Linked DNA regions of Mus musculus: all the other regions are linked to region 3. Evidence: chromatin contacts called from public HiChIP or PLAC-seq data. All regions are on one chromosome and are shown on one strand. The core of a region is the stretch at or near the end of the contact, and the rest is flanking DNA. Distances in the headings are between cores, read along the strand shown. Region 1 overlaps Lin52 (lin-52 homolog (C. elegans)). Region 2 has its middle 36 kb from the start of Vsx2. Region 3 holds the start of Abcd4 (ATP-binding cassette, sub-family D (ALD), member 4).

Region 1 (3,450 bases), core at 105-2,604, 100 kb before region 3:
AACAAGGTCACACTTGTTGTGTCACTCCCAATGGGCCAAGCATTCAAACACATGAATCTATGGGACCTATTCAACCACCTATTCAAACCACCACATCACTGCAATAGAAACCTAATTGAGTCAGGTGTCTAGGACCTGGAGGTGATGATAGAGCCCAGAAGGCCTGCCGTGTAGCCTGAGCACTCTAGGACTAGGTTAGAAGAAGCAGAGCGTAGTGTTTAAATGGGTAAAATACTTGACCTGATACTTTACAGGAGAAGTAAGTAAATGGTTAGTGAGCATAGAGAAATGATCTTTAACAACACTAGTCTTCAAGGAAGTTGTATTTGTAGATTAACAACATAATAGCATACCAGTGTATAGCTGTAGAGTAGCTAAAACTAAAGGTAGACCTTGCAGGTGTTGGAAAAGGTATAAATCTAAATCTCATACCTTACAGGTGTCATGGTCATTTTGGAAAAGTTTGTTAGTTTTATAAAGTTAGCAAGTCCCAGATGTAGCTGTCTCTTGTGAGACTATGCCGGGGCCTAGCAAACACAGAAGTGGATGATCACAGTCAGCTATTGGATGGATCACACACGGCCCCCAATGGAGGAGCTAGAGAAATTACCCAAGGAGCTAAAGGGAACTGCAACCCTATAGGTGGAACAACAATATGAACTAACCAGTACCCCGGAGCTCTTGTCTCTATCTGCATATGTATCAAAAGATGGCCTAGTCGGCCATCACTGCAAAGAGAGGCCCATTGGACTTGCAAACTTTATATGCCCCAGTACAGGGGAACCCCAGGGCCAAAAAGGGGGAGTGGGTGGGTAGGGGGTTGGGGGGGTGGGTATGGGGGACTTTTGGGATAGCATTGAAAATGTAAACGAGGAAAATACCTAATAAAAAAATAAGTTAAAAATAAATAAATAAAGTTAGCAAGTACCATATACATAAAATTCCTAATTTTTTGTTCAAGATGCATAAAAACTCTCTACACAAAGACATCGTGTTTCAAGACTTTATTTATAATATGAGTTAGAAACATCTCAAAAGTTTTTCAGAAGGTAAATGAGTAAGCTAACAATTGTGGTATAGACACACAGTGGGATGGCACAAAGACTTACTGGTTTGCTCCCTGAAGCTTATTCTTACAGAACCCAGGACCACCTGCCCAGGGGCAGCACCACCCACAGTAGGCTGAGCCCTCTTCATCAATCAAGAAAATGTGCCACAGGCTTGCCCACAGGTCAGCCTGGTAGAGGCATTTTCACAGTCAACTATCCTTCTTTCAAAATGACTAGCTGGAGTCAAGCATACACGGTGCACTGGAATGAGATACTTCCTGATCTCTGCACCCATCCCCCAAGTTGTTGGGGAGGCTATTCTGTAGTCACTAAGCTCTCTCTAGATTCTCCTGAGGAAGTGGCAGTGCCCAGAGGAGTGGAGAGGCGCGTTCTAGGAAGAACCTTAGTGCTTTTCGGTGTCTTACCAGCTGCAGTCATACACATATTAATAAATATGAAGTAAGAGCTTGCTAGACAATTACTTTCCAGTTATTTTTTATTTTGAGGGAAGTGATCTAGCATCTATAAAAGTGCTTCTCTTTACTTTCACTTGTATATTTGTTTGAATGTAAATAAACCTAATAAAATGGAAGTTTAAATGTAATTAAAAGTTATAATAAATGTTTGCATAAAATCTGATTAACATTTCCCTTTTATTCTGTTTTGCCATATTGATTACCCACAAGCAGTGTTTAAGATCCTAAATTATTTGTAAAGAAATCCTCGATGATGATCTGTGCTCTCATCAAAGGCCATTGTGCCTCTCCCTGCACAGCAGAGATCACTAGCTGGGTGCAGACTAAGCCGTGGAGTTGACTGATGCAGACTGTTATACATGCTTTAATTGTTTTTTGGCTAAGAATATTTTTGTGTTCTAATTATTTCAAACTCATAATTTATGAGTATTATGAATAAGGTCATTTAGAAACATCAGAATAGGATATTATTGGGAAAAACACAGATTTAAGTAGCTATTATTTTTAATCACAGGGAAAATAACCTCTTATCTGGTTGTAATTCAGCTTTAAATAAATTCATAAATACTGAAGATGGAAAGTGTTATGCTTTTATACTGTGACAATTTTTTCTATGCTACATAATTTTATAAAGAAAAGTTTTAAAATTAAAGCTTGCTAGGTAGCTACTGTATATCTTTTCAAGTTCAATTAGCTCTAAAAATCTTTTTCATCAATGAATTTATTTTCTGGTCAATTTGGACAAATGAAGATATATATATATATATGTAACTAGTAATCTCTTTTAAATGGGATAAATTGGGTTGGGGAGCTGGAGAGAGACTCTGGGGTTAAGAGCACTTGTTCCTCCTGTGGAAAACCTGGGTTTTTTCCCATCACCCACCTGGAGCATCTCACAACCAACAGACTCCACTTCCAGGGAATCTAATGCCCTCTTCTGGCCTCTTTGGGCAGTACACCCATGAGATCCACATGTCTGGGTTACCTATTTGTCAGCTTGACACAATTAAAGTCATTTAAAAAGAGGGAACCACAGTTGAGAAAGTATCACCACCAGATTGGCCTGTGGCCAAACCTGTATTATTTTAAAAAATATTATTATTAATAATTTATGTGAAAGCGCCCAGCCTACTAGGAGCAATGCTACTCCGGGCAGGTCATCCTGGGTAGTATAAGAAAATAGGCGGAGCAAGCCACGAGGAGCAAGCCAGTAAGCAGCACTCCTTCATGGTTTCTGCTTCAGTTCCTGCCCTGACCTCTCAGTGATGGGTTGTGATGTAGAACTGTAGCTGAAGTAAACCACCTCCTCCCCAGTTGCTTTTGGTCATGGTATTTTATCACAGCAGTAGAAACCCTAAGATAACATGTGTATACACTGACACTCATAAACACATACATAAAATAAATATAAAATAAATCATTCTTTTTTTAATTAGACAAATCTATGAAGTAAAAGAACGGTCAAAGTAAAGTCGAATTAGTGAGGCCATCATTCAGATGTGTGGTAGTTGTTGACAATGTAAGGATGTGTTGTTGAAATACAGTTTGGCCTGTGACGCTAGGCAGTGGTGGCATAGACCTTTAACCCCAGGACTCTAGAGGCAGAGCAGGCAGATCTCTGTGAGTTTGAGTTTGAGGCTAGCCTGGTCTACAGAGTGAGTTCCAGGATAGCCAGGGGCACACAGAGAAACTGTCTCCAGAAAAAAAAAAAAAAAAAAGAAAGAAATTTTTAAAAAAATTTTTTTAATTGGCTAGTGAAAGCTTTAAGTTAAGTTAGTCCTTTTTGTATCTTGCTGTAGTCTTTTCTGAGAAGATTCAAGAGAAGACTCCTTCTGTCCACCTCCCAAGGGTCTTGCAGAGACATGTTGACCCAGTGGGCTTCTCTCAGAGCCGTGTAGTGGCCAGAGTGAAATATTAATGCTATT
Region 2 (3,382 bases), core at 553-3,052, 83 kb before region 3:
GTCCTTTCTCGGCTGGAGTTTGCTGCTAAGACTCTTGCTGTTTGGGTCCCAGCAGCACAGTTACATGTCTCCCTGGGACACTAATAAGCCCCAGATTGTCTTCCGCTTCATACAACTCTAACCAGGGGACAGATGCAGGGAGGAGGGATGGGGAACACGGTCTCTAAACAAAGCAACTCGTGAGAGGTTTCCCAAAGCCCAAAAGGCACAGGCTGTGGAGCAGAGCAGAACTGCACTGGCACAGCCTAGGCTCCATCCCTGGAGCCAGAGTCTGAAGTACTGGAGCTCTGACCTTCCTGGAAGCCCGCTCTGTTTCCTTACCTCCAGCCCTCACTCCTTGCATGGCCTGCAGCATGGTGACTGCGGTACCACGGTGACTGAGGTACGACACCCAGACCTCCATACCCAGACCTGCAGTGAGGTTCTTACCACCATGTCAAAGAGAATTTACACAGAGCCTGAGTGAGAGTCTACCCTCGACGAGCACATGGCCTGCCAGAGGCTCCATTCCTCAGCTCGCTTACGTTTGAACCCTGTCACCTTCATGTCTGCCTCTTCCCCTGTGGACTGACCCCAGTCTCTCTTGGATGATCTCTTTAAACACACACACACATACACACACACACACACACACACACACACACACACGTAGCCTATTTGCCCACGCATAACTGGCTGTATTCTGTGTGACTCAGAAGGTTGGCTGGTAGATAAAGGACATTCTGATTCCTCCAGGATTGCAACCCATTTCCAACAGGAACACTTGGGGTGATACAGTGATAAACTTAATCATAGCCAGGGTCAAAGGATGTAAGGAGAGTTTCCTGGGGTATCTGAAACTCAAGTTCTAAACAGAATTTCTCCATCTTCATTTTGATCTACATGTGATATTGTTGGGAGTGACCTCCCGTAACCAGAAAGTGCTCAATTATATAGAATCAAAGGCGCCAAAAGTCTCAGAGTGACTGTTTTTCCACCATCCCTGTGTGAGACACCATGGTAACAAATGTTAAGTCCAAATGTGCTAAGTCTCCCACTGTAGCAAATAACACTTCTGGAATTTGCTGGAGTCGTGAGGTGTGTCCTTGCCCCATGTGGGAATCAGTGCAGGGCATATCTTACCGTTGTATGGCTACCTGACAGGGCCACTAAACGAGGACTTGGTGCCTTTTTTTTTTCCTGCTCACATTTGTTAAAATTATTGACACTTTCAGGAAAAATACGGTAGCCTTGGAGTAATTAGTGCCGAGTACCATCTCCACCCCTCCCCCGCAGCCTCCACTTTGTGAAGTAACCTCTGGCTAGCAAGGGTACTTGGGAAATGCAGTGGTTGACTCAGCAGACAATGCTGAGAACCACTTGGAGGGAAGTATTTTCCATGACCTTGGCAGGGTTCTGAGCTGGCACTGGCTTCCCATGATGCCAAATCACCATGGCACAGCTTTTCCTCCTGGTAGTTTCTGAGCATCGATGTTATTCAGGTCACTACCCTGGAATGCATTTCCTGCTTTATTCTATGTCCCTGGTCCTTGCTCCATACCCCTCCACAGTGCTCCGGGTGCTTTTCCAGGTATGAGCTTGGTCAGGTTCTCATTCCCTTCTCAGGGCTTAACAGGCCCCACTGGGGCCTCAGCCTCCACCCTCAGAGAGCAGCCTGGCCTGACCAGCCTGAGGTCTCAGGTCAAATGAGGCTGAAGGTCACATCCTGGTGCCTTCCTGGATGCAGCCAAGCCTCAGGGACAGCGGCCTGAGCTCTTAACTCCACACAAAGGAACAGCAGGGAAGAATCAAGTTAGAAGAGTGATGAGCATGTGAGCCAGCCCAGAGCCAGAAATAGTCTACAGAATATGGGGTGGCTCAGAGGGAAGCAAACCCCAGAGCTCTTCATTCATCCTAGCCTCCTGCCCCATCTGCCACTGTTGCTTTGCCTCCACCTTTGAGTGAGTGAGAGAGAGAGAGTGTGTGTGTGTGTGTGTGTGTGTGTGTGTGTGTGTGCACGTGATCATGTCTGCCTGTGCATAGGTCAGAGAGCACTGTTGGATGTCTTTCTCCATTGCTTCTCCAAGCCTGAGGAATCTTGTCCCCACCTTCCTAGTGCTGAGACTGCAGGCATGCCCCGCTAGGCCTGGATTTTTACATGGGTCCTGGGACTCCAACTCAGGTCTCTGCAAGATGAGGTGTCTGGTGGAAAAGACAGGAAAGAAGCAGGAAGACTAGGCCTTGTCCTGAGACATAACAGCCAACCCCAACCTGGGGCATCAAGCCCCGACACCTGGGTAGGCTCTGGGGGATCCTGAGGAGGTTTGACCCATACATCAGTAGAAACAGATGACAAGATGAGAATAGTAAATCCTAAGGTGGCCACATCTGCTCCCCTCCTCTGCCAGAATGTGTTTACCAAAAAGGTCAAGTCACAAAGAGAGCAACATGGCGGACTTGTGTAGCTCTGAGTCCTGCCTGGCCATTACCATAGCTATGAGGCTTTCAGCCAGATGAGAGGGGTGGCTGGATCCGATGATCCCTCCAAAGGAAGAGGGGAGCACTCCAGAAGGGAGGATGGCTGAGGCAGTTGTGACTATGGGAGGACTGTAGTGCAGGCGACACTCTCCAATCTTACCAAAGATTGATGCAAATTGGTTTGGCTCTGACCCTGTCACACCAGGAAGGATAATGATTCCAGCACAGGCGGGGGGGGGGGGGGGGGGGGGCTGTGAGGATTGGTGGCTCACTTCATGTCTTCATTAATGATCTGAAAGACTGGGGTAAACAGCATGCTAATGAAACCTGCGGATGATTGGTGTTACCAACCCCAGAGAGGACAGGAAAATCGCACAGCAAGACCCAGAGAGCTTAGAAATATGGGCCGGCGATTGTCAAATGATTCGTCCTAGGAAAATGAAAGTAGACACGTCAAGGAGAAATGATGGAGGTGCCTCTGGGTGCGGGGAGGACTGCGAGCCTGTGAAGCAGAGATGGGTGGCAGGGTTGGAAGGTTAAGTAAGGGGACAAGAGTGCAGGAAACATGGAAGATCCAGCCTCGAGGACCCAGGGACAAACACAGCACCCGGGGCTAGGTGTGCCCAATTGTGCACCTGAAAGCCACACGGGTTCTACTTGTCCACTAGACAGTGTCAGCTCCTGGATCCTTCTACAAGGCTGGGTGTGACCAAGCCCTGACCTGACCTTACTTACACGTAAACCATCAAGGGGCTTGGGGGACTTAGGAGCCATTTTGACCCATTTGAAGAAACAATTTCAGATAGATAGATAGATAGATAGATAGATAGATAGATAGATAGATAGATAGATAGATAGATATAGAGATCATGGATAGAGAGGTAGAGATGGATAGAGAGATCATGGATATAGAGGTAGAGATGGA
Region 3 (3,936 bases), core at 1,282-3,781:
CTTCAGGGGAAACATGGCTCTAATTCCCAGAAAGGGGCAGAAAAAGACCCAGAGCTCGGTCCCTGCTTCCTGAACACTCAGTCCCGCCAGGTATCCTACTAGACTGGAGAAAGGGGGCCACAGGGGAAAGGAGAGTCCTTACGGTGGAGTTGAGGACAATAAGTGTCACGGCCAGCAAGGTCAGTGCCTTAAATCCATCCAGGTCTTTGTTTCCCAAGACTCCATAATACTGACTGGGGATCAAGCCAACTTGGTAGATCACCAGTTGCTCTGTGGGGAGGGAGAGGAGGCGGAAGTCAAAGGGGAAAGGAAGACACTCCCTCCTGTTAGAGACAGGGAAAGGAACCCCAAAGCCCGGTTCTTCCCTATTGCCCAAAGCCCATTCACTCACCCAGGAGGGTCACGCACAAGAGCGTCATGAACATTAAGACATTCTGTGATGACCAAGAAGGAAAGAAAACCTTCTGTATCCTCACGAACCTCTGGACAAGTTGCAGATCTAATCTGGGCCTGCAGAAGTCAGGACAGAGGATAGCTGAGCCTTACAGAAGGTAGTGAGCTTAGCCTTACTATTATTCATAGGGTCCAGGCTTTGCACACACAAACAAAAGACTTATGAATGCTGAAGATGGTAGAATACAGAATGCTTGTGGGAAAAAGTATATTACTAACCTACCAGAAGCAAATGTAAAAAAATAAATAAATAAATAAATTAGTGAAGATACCTTAATAATGATGAATAAAGTAGGAAGACATTTCTCAAATAAGACCCCAAACCTACAAACTATACAGGGTAAAACTGGTGGGCTTGATTTAGACTTACGTATTTTATTTAACACAGTACCACAGACTTTGGTGAGATGAGAGAAGGTATTTGCAGAATGAAATTGATAAGGAGTTACAAGCTGGAACATGCAAGGAATCTCCGCATGTCAAGGTGTTTCTTTCTTTCTTGGTCTTTTAAGACACAGTGTCTCTGTGTAGCCTTGACTGTCCTGGAACTTGCTCTGTAGACCAGGCTGGCCTCAGACTCACAGAGATCTGACTGCCATCTGCCTCCCATGTGTTGGACTTAAAGGCGTGCGCCAACACGTGATGTACCCAGCACATCAGGATATTTCATAGGAAAGTGAGGAGAGGATATAAGCAGGCAGTCTATGAAAGGGACAATCCACGAGCCTAATAAATGTACTAAGTTAGCACAGTGTAGTTGACAAGATGGCTCAGCCAGCAAAAGGTCCAAGTGTTTGTCGCCAAGATCTGAATTCCAGCCCCAGATCCCACTGCGGAAAAAACCAACTCCAAAACCTGTTCCCTGATCTCCATTCCTGTGTCATGGCACACATATCACACGTGCATGTGCATGCGCCCCCCCCCAATAAAATAAAAATAAAGTTATTACAATAGGATACCATCTTACAGGGCTGGAGGGATGACTCAGCAGTTAAGAGCACTGACTGTTCTTCTGAAGGTCCTGAGTTCAAATCCCAGCAACCACATGGTGGCTCATAACCATTCGGTAATGATATCTGCCCTTTTCTGAGGTGTCTGAAGACAGCTACAGTGTACTTACATATTATAAATAAATAAACCTTTAAAAAATACCATCTTACATACATCATTTAGATACATATTAGGAAAAATAAACTAAACAATACCAAATATGGGGATGGTTATAAGGGACACTAGAACCTTTATATATTGCTGTCAGGAACTATAAATTGGACGCGACCACCCCAAAACATTATAGAATTAAGTATGGCTCAGCATTCTATCCTGAGGTGGATAACTTAAAGAGAAACCATCAGTATCTATCTATCAAGAGACAATTGCCAGGATATTCATTACGGTGTACTTTGTGGTGCTTGAAATACTGGAAGTAATCCAGGCATCCTTTACTAGGGAAATAGAATCTATCCAGGGTGACGCTGAGCACCATTCAGGAGTGAAAAGTCATATAGCATGGATGACCTAAAAAACCCAATGCTCAGTTTAAAAACTTCTCTCTTTTAAAAAATCACAACATGATTCATGAATCCAAAGTCAACATATATTTTAAGGTAACAGGATAATTTAAGTAAGAGGGTCTGAAAAAAATTAATGCAAAGGAGGGTGTGCCAAGAGCAGATCGGAATTGAGAACGAAAACTAAGGGAGGAAGATGCCAAAAGAGGGGGGTCCGCAGTACCTAGAGTGAGGCAGCGTCAACTCCATTCTGTGCAGCCAGGGTTCCAAATAGCCCAAACTGAAGGAAAGTTGCAAGGAAGGACCCGCAGGGGAGCAGCCCCTTCCCCACTGCCCAGGCAGTGCGTCCCTGACAACCCGGCCGTCCTCACTAGCCCTGCTCACCTGGCACCAGCTCGGGCCGTGGGTCCCGGGACCGCCATGACCCGGGATGCAAGCGACGAGGCGACCGAGCAAGCCCGGTGTCCTCCCCGGGCAGAGTCCTCAGAGCTCGGGGCCCCGCCCTAGGAGGAAAGGGGTGGGACTCTGGCGACCACAGAGACGCGCTAGATAGAGAAGACGGCTCCGGCGCTGTGGCCGTTCCCGGAAGCGCAGCCTTTCCTGAAGAACAAGAGAGTAGCAAGAGGTTATAGAGCTGGCCGGGTGGCCAGAGCGTCCCCTGTGGGGCTGGGAGGTTTCTTTTGCCAACTGGTAGTTCCGAGTGTAACTTTCTCCCAGAGAAGACAGCGTGATCTGTTTTTTAAAAAATTAATTAATTTAAAAAATACATATTTATTTAGTGAGCTATGTGTGTGTTCACGCGAACTGTGAACCAGGGCGTAAGTGTCAGAGAACAACTTTGAGGAGTCAATTTTCTCCTTCCATCATGAGGGCTCCCGAGGAGCCAACTCAGGTTGTCAGGATTGGCGAGAAAAGCCTTCATCGGGTGAGCTGGCTCCCTGGTCCCAGCACGATTTACAAGATTTTCTTGAAAATGTATTTTATGTATAGGAATGTTTTGCCTGCATGTATGAGTACCACGTGAGTGCCTGGTGCCTGCAGAGTCCAGAAGAGGGCATTGGAGTCCCTGGAACTCTAGTTACAGACCCAGGGCTTCTGAAAGAGCAGCCAGTGCTTGTAACCACAGAGCCATCTCTCCAGGACGTCCCATCTCTCCCCAGCGTGATTTTGTTTGTTTGTTTTTTGTTTGTTTTTCGAAACGGGGTTTCTCTGTGTAGCCTTGGCTGTCCTGGAACTCACTTTGTAGACCAGGCTGGCCTCGAACTCAGAAATCCGCCTGCCTCTGTCTCCCAAGTGCTGGGATTAAAGGCATGCGCCATCATGCCTGGCCAGCGTGACTTTTTTTTTTTTTAAAGATGTATTTATTATATGTAAGTACACTGTAGCTGTCTTCAGACACACCAGAAGAGGGCGTCAGATCTAGTTACGGATGGTTGTGAGCCACCATGTGGTTGCTGGGATTTGAACTCTGGACCTTTGGAAAAGCAGTCGGGTACTCTTACCCACTGAGCCATCTCACCAGCCCCAGCATGATCATTTAAGTCGGGTAGATGTGACTTAGTGGTAAACGACTTGCGTGTCATACATAAGGCCCCAGCACTACAGAAATAAACATATAAATCAGTTTTCCAGACATATATGGCAGCTCAACCCTGTAATTCTGGACCTGAGGCAGTAGAGCAGGAGGATCAAGAGTTCCAGATATGCCTCAGATACATAGAAAGCGCTGAGTTCATGATTAGCCTGGACAACAGGAGACCTGCCTCAAGGGGAAAAAAAAAAAAAAAGGGTAGAGGATCCTCACTTTACATTTGCAGTTTTCAACACTACTGATTTATAGTGGGTTTCTGGTTTGGTTTGGTTTAGATTGCAGCTGTTTTGGTTCTTTTGGTTTATTCTGTTTTTGTTTTTGTTTTTTCTTCCCGAAACAGTGTTCCACTGTGTAGCCCTGGCTGTCCTGAAACTCGCTCTC

Evidence for each region. HiChIP or PLAC-seq counts read pairs in DNA pulled down with a chosen protein or histone mark.
Region 1: an H3K4me3 HiChIP or PLAC-seq map of bone marrow-derived macrophages shows a contact between it and region 3, with 2.0 times the contacts expected there. The contact joins the enhancer-like site here to the promoter of Abcd4 in region 3. A contact is called at or near these places in 2 of 39 promoter capture datasets (3T3-L1-derived adipocytes and embryonic stem cells), 3 of 115 datasets of contacts at active chromatin or transcription factors (bone marrow-derived macrophages and embryonic stem cells) and 2 of 9 other capture datasets (adipose tissue and pancreatic islet).
Region 2: an H3K27ac HiChIP or PLAC-seq map of embryonic stem cells shows a contact between it and region 3, with 14 read pairs. The contact joins the enhancer-like site here to the promoter of Abcd4 in region 3. A contact is called at or near these places in 8 of 39 promoter capture datasets (the 3T3-L1 cell line, the HPC-7 cell line, embryonic stem cells and 4 more), 2 of 484 Hi-C or Micro-C datasets (both in embryonic stem cells), 4 of 115 datasets of contacts at active chromatin or transcription factors (bone marrow-derived macrophages, embryonic stem cells and large pre-B cells) and 4 of 9 other capture datasets (adipose tissue, embryonic stem cells, liver and 1 more).

What each region holds. Positions count from the first base shown.
Region 1 is chr12:84,514,382-84,517,831 of GRCm38.p6, forward strand. The region is part of intron 5 of Lin52 (lin-52 homolog (C. elegans)); the gene reads left to right. Among named protein-coding and RNA genes, the nearest start is that of Vsx2, 54 kb to the right of the region's middle. Within about 2 kb of position 1,355, at least 4 of the 459 cell types and tissues checked have an H3K27ac peak or open chromatin away from gene starts, as enhancers often do. A contact at or near this core is called in bone marrow-derived macrophages, where this site is marked.
Region 2 is chr12:84,532,564-84,535,945 of GRCm38.p6, forward strand. No RefSeq gene overlaps it. Among named protein-coding and RNA genes, the nearest start is that of Vsx2, 36 kb to the right of the region's middle. Within about 2 kb of position 1,803, at least 17 of the 459 cell types and tissues checked have an H3K27ac peak or open chromatin away from gene starts, as enhancers often do. A contact at or near this core is called in embryonic stem cells, where this site is marked.
Region 3 is chr12:84,614,935-84,618,870 of GRCm38.p6, forward strand. Abcd4 (ATP-binding cassette, sub-family D (ALD), member 4) reads right to left here and starts at 2,532. Exons shown (of 19, transcript NM_008992.2): 1 at 2,349-2,532; 2 at 392-510; 3 at 143-270. The coding sequence starts at 2,386.